Linked DNA regions of Arachis hypogaea: region 1 is linked to region 2. A link is a contact called in public Hi-C data. All regions are on one chromosome and are shown on one strand. Each heading gives the region's core, a stretch centred on a gene start, on an enhancer-like site or on the middle of the called end of the contact. The rest is flanking DNA. Distances are from core to core; before and after follow the strand shown. Region 1 holds the start of LOC112783826 (cellulose synthase A catalytic subunit 1 [UDP-forming]). Region 2 holds the start of LOC112782727 (ABSCISIC ACID-INSENSITIVE 5-like protein 7).

Region 1 (2,700 bases), core at 93-2,592, 540 kb before region 2:
AAGCTCTGCAAAGAACAGGTTCATTATTAGGGCCATTAAAGAACATCATAGATTGAAATTTTTTAATATGAGCCCGGGGGTCACCAATCCCCTTATATGGCTCGAGTGAAGAAGGCAGCGTGAAATTTTTTAGCATCTTGTAATTGGTGATTTCCTCGGAGAACGGGTTGTCCAAGGTCAGTTTCTCCTTTGGTGGGTTGACACTTAGTAGGTCTGCGTTGCCTTTTCCTTTGGAACCATTCTCCTCACATTTACTAGCGTTGTTTTGGGTGGATAGTTCGGCAAGTCTTTTGACTTCAACTTGTAGCTCAGCCATCTAGGCCATGAGTTCGGCCTAAGTGAGTTGGTGGACTCCATTATCGGCCATGTTCGAAGGTTGAGAAACCCTGCGTAAAAAAGAAATGCAAAGTGCGATATAAAAAGGTAGTGGGGTTAAATTAACTTTCGGGCCTCACGGTAGGCGCCAAATGTTCTGTCCAGAGTGAGCCGAGGTATACAACGCCTAGGTCGGCTGCTTGACTTCCGGGAGGAGCTATGTCTCGTCCAGGGAGTGGTGTTATAAGGAAACCTCGGCCTCTTGAAACACGACGGCGGGAGCACTTGCAAAGAGCACTCCAACGCTCAAGTAAGAATGAGAATTATCAGAGAATAAATGAAATAAACTAGAGCGAGTATGTGTAACCTGAGCCTTTGTGAGTTTGCTTGGTTCTGTTTTATAGACGAGTGGGGGGTCTATACTGTTAGGTTTGTTCCGATATTCTTGGTGAGTTCCGTTTGTTAGTAACGCGCTGAAGATAGGATCTGACTTGCGTGTGACTGTGATCAAGTTACGTTTGAGGTCTGCTCTTGGTGCCGAAATATTTGGTTAGTTAGCTGAGAAGGATAGCTGCCGAGTTTTTAGGAGTACACATGATGTAATATAACAAAATATAAAATAACTACACTGAAAAACTAAATTAATTTTTATTTTTATTAATAGTATTACATCAATATACCCTGATAGTTTCTAAAAAAAAAATTACAATAGGTTATAAAAGTATTTTTATTACGAAATTCTTTTTTCTTTTGAATTTTATACTGCAGTGACCCCACGCATAATTCCCATAAACACATCTGCCAGTCAGTTACACGTGGTCCCCACTGAATTTTACACTCCACTGCACTCCTTGTCCGTCCGATACATAACGAATCCAACGGCTTACAATCCTCCACGATCTCACATACCAGCCTTTGATTAACTAGGTTCTACATGGCTGGCGTTCCTCCACGATGACCACTTTTCCACCATAAGATCCCAAATCATCCAACGGCTAATATTTTTGCATAGAACCTAAGAACATGGCAGCGAAGCAAACAACAGCAACAAGTAACAACAATTCAAGGGAGAGAGTGACTGTTGAGTTGGCTGAACAGTTTGGGAAAAAAAAATAAAGGAATGGATCAAAGTGGTGGAATTGCGACTGGGCCGCGCGATGTCCTAGGAGTTAGGAACGGTTCCGACATTGGGGTTAGTAACTTAGTATCGTATCCTCTTTTGTGTTAAAAAAAAAAAAATCAGCTTCTGTGTAATCCCTTTACGCAAATGATATAGATAATTTTGTTTTCAAAATTTTAATTTACCAACTTTTCGTTTTTTGTTCATAAGATTATGGACGATCACAATGTTGTTTTCGTTTTGATTTGTTTAGTTTTGTATTTACTTATTCTGCATCAGTCTGTGTTTATGAATGGTTTCTCTCCCAAAGTTCCGTTATCTGTTCTTGAAGTTTTTTAAATAAATAAAAGAAGAATTTCGTTAAGACAAGAATAATACAAGATAGAGGATAAGAGTTTTTCTTTACAAGTGCAAAAAACAACCACGAGATTAATCGTTTTAGCATAGTTTTTCAATCTCTCAACAAGCCTATAAAGATGATGAAAGATCACAAGCTTTACACCAAATGGATACAGCATGTCTAATCCTATCACATAACACTTGCTTTTATGAAACATCCATGCTACGTTTACACACAAAAAACCAGCCACCAAATCGTCACCGCTCACTGGTATAAAATACATGCTAAAATACAAAATATATATTGAAAACGTACGAAACAACATATGTATTTATACACAAATACAAAGTGACCAAATACTCTAAGTAGTGGTGTATACTGCACAGTGGCACAATGTTGTTGCCTCTTTCCTCCTTCCAAAACCAACAAACATAGTCAATAGGGAACAGATCTCAAGTGAGCAAGATCTCGCGTTAGAATCCAGTTAACCAGGATGATATGTTCTTGCAATTGAAATGGGAGATGGAAGTTGTAGTCTGTATAGTTATAGAGATATAGAGATTTCACATGAGTGCTCTTTATTTATTCATTTTCCCTTCCAATTGAAGGGAATTCTAATTTCTATATGCTGCTAAATACTTTCTTCTTTTGTTGGATTTGTCAGTGGAAAATGTCTTGGAAAACTCTTTTAGTTCAGTTTATCCAATTAAATTTACTTAATGATTGAATCTGTGTTCAGTCAAGATTTTTCAGACATCAAGATTATGATAAAGGAGAACTTGTTTAATCTTAATACTGTTGGCCTTTGGCCATGTCACATTTTAAGTTTTGACCTTAAATTTGGTACTTACATGCTTAATGTTTTCTAATATGATCCAATTCTAACGTGTAATTGATATACCTTACTTGCAGTGTAAACCCTTGA
Region 2 (2,700 bases), core at 68-2,567:
GAGCTTTCCAATGCAATTAGATTCTTGAAAGAGATTCTGAAATTTAGAAACAATGAACTTCTAACAAAATTGAATAATTTCAATGAGCATGGCCAAACCGCTATCACTAATATAGTTAACGAATTTGGACTCATGGACAATTACAACAAATTTCTTATAAGCATCTTCAACCATCTTCTTCCTCAAGAAGGAACCATCATACTCCTTGACGAGATTAAGTTAAGGATCAATCTTGTCAACATCGTCAATGACGAAATCAACAATGGGTGAGAGTTCAGATCCGATAAAGAAATCTCAAGAGAGAGGACTTGCTCATGCATTTTCTTGAAAGTGGAAATTCGGACGATGTCCTTAAACTTGCTTTGATAGAGAAGCTCGCTGATTCGGTTTATAGCATGTTTGACAGTGGAGCCGGTTCTGAGGCCAACAATCATGCTGGATATAACGGTTTTGTAAGCAATGATTTTCTTTAAATCATCTTGGATGAAAATGACCTAAGAAAGAAGAAGATGGTAAAAGAATGTTATCTTTAGAAAAATGAGAATGATGATAGTAGCAGCAAAGAAAAAGGTAATTTAAAGATTTTGGACAATTTTTTAGGGGTTTGAATAATTTTATTATATGAAATCGATTTTTCGTGAGTACAACTTTAATTTTATTGTTTTGTGGGTAGATTTATTGACGTTTAGAATTTTAATAGATAAAAATAATAGTTTACTCATATTAAAAATTAGTCACTTATATAAAAAATATATATATTATATAAATGTATAAATATATTAAAAATAAGTTAAATAATATATGTATATATACAATAAAAATATTATGTATATATAAAAAATTTATAATTATATATTTATGTATAAATATATATTGTTGAATTTATTTTTAATATATATTTTATATTTTATTATATATTTTATACTAAATGCTAGTAATTAATTTATTAATTAATTTTTAAAAAATACTATTTATATACTAAATATTCTTGATATCTATATAAAAATATAATTATTATTAATTAATTATATATTTATATTATTTTTTATTAACAAAATAAAGATAACACATACTTAGTTGTTAAAAAAATTAGTGTCAAAATAATATTTATTATAAAAAATATACACGTTATAAAATTGTTATTTTTTTTGTATATTTAATATAGTTATATACGCCAATATTTAATAACTCAATTAATAACTATTTTTTATGTATCCGAAATATTTTTTTTTATTTTTATCCGAGGGTCCAAAATGTCCTGTAAATCAATAATATTTTTGTTCTTTTTATTTATAATATCTTAAACAAATATTTTTATCTAAAATCGCTAAATTCTAAATAAAAAAGAAAAAAAAAAAAAAACGCCACAGCGAAGGAGAGAATGCATAAGAGATTGGAGGCAGTGCTTAAATGGCGCCTCGTGTCTGTGTTGTTCGCACAAAGACACTTGTCGAAAGCACCACAATTCATAACCTCAAAGCTCCCTGCGACACGACTCTCTCTCTCTCTCTCTCACTCACACTCACTCTCTCTTCCAATTCGAACCAACTCAACACACTCTCCAAAGGTAAAATTAACCCCTAAACCCTTGTCCTCCTTCCTTCGTGTTCTTTTTATTTCACTCTCTTCACCTTACCTCTTTTTTTTTTTTTTTTTAAATGCCGCCAACTTTTTTTCCCCGTATCTTAACCGATTGATTGATCTTATTCTTTTTTTTTTAAATTATTATTATTATTTTGTCTCTCGTGTGATTAAACTCTTATTTAATTAACATTTTAAGTTTGTCAAAATCTTCTTCGAGACATTTTGACTCTTTTTTTTTTTTTTTTAATTTGACCAAATTTGGGGTTTACGATATCGGCGAAGCTCGATTATGGCGAGAAACTGAGGAATTTGGAGTTCCTCTTCGCTGCGAGTTGTTTAGTTTTCGGATGAGAGTGGTTGAGCAAAAGGGGAAAGACTTTCCATAATTGGGCGTGAAATTCTGGAAGATAATCTAATAATTATTTAATTAATTATTTAATTAATTAATTAACTAATTAATTAGTTAATTTATGGATTAAATAAAATAAAAAGCAGGTCTTTAGGGGTTGAGTGACGCATCGGAGAGATTTTTTTTGTGGTTTCTTTTTCCAGTTTAAGTGGTTTAACTCGGAGAAAAAAGGTTGGGTTTTTGTTAGAAAAAATATGAATAAATTTTAAGTTCCATTTACATCAGATTTGAGCTAAGTAAGTAGTACTAGTTAAGTGACCAACTCAAATCTAATTTAACCAACCAAATTCGGACAAAAAACTTAACCTCTTTAAAGTGTGAAATTGTGAATTTCTTAAAAGGCAATGAGTTGAGTGAGAGTAGTGTGGATCTGATGCAGCATAAAAAGTGGAAGTGTTGATCTGATATTTCTATACTCTCTATTGGGTAATAATCAATGTTTACTTTACCGTTCTCCAACTGCTTTGGATTCTTGCAGAGGCGGTTGCATTTATAACTCTCAAACTGTTACAAGATGTTTTAACTGTTTAACTTAACATGTATCTAAGTTTCACTTCAGATATTTTAATTTGAGACAGAACTCTACTACCTGAAAGATTTTTTTTGTTCTCCTTTCTACTTTTAATGTATACTTGATTATTGGTTTTTGTAGACTATAATATAGCGTGGGGTAGGAGTTTTAAGGGTTTGATTTAATTATCTGCTGC

Evidence for each region. Hi-C and Micro-C count contacts between places; a contact is called where the count stands out from the background.
Region 1: a Hi-C map of leaf shows a contact between it and region 2, with 2.6 times the contacts expected there. The contact joins the promoter of LOC112783826 here to the promoter of LOC112782727 in region 2. A contact is called at or near these places in 2 of 8 Hi-C or Micro-C datasets (both in leaf).

Annotation. Positions count from the first base shown.
Region 1 is chr20:52,294,721-52,297,420 of arahy.Tifrunner.gnm2.J5K5, reverse strand. LOC112783826 (cellulose synthase A catalytic subunit 1 [UDP-forming]) reads left to right here and starts at 1,342. Exons shown (of 7, transcript XM_025826897.3): 1 at 1,342-1,507; 2 at 2,688-2,700. The coding sequence starts at 1,436.
Region 2 is chr20:51,753,192-51,755,891 of arahy.Tifrunner.gnm2.J5K5, reverse strand. It overlaps LOC112782727 (ABSCISIC ACID-INSENSITIVE 5-like protein 7), which reads left to right and starts at 1,317. Exons shown (of 5, transcript XM_025825276.3): 1 at 1,317-1,567. It also overlaps the pseudogene LOC112785864.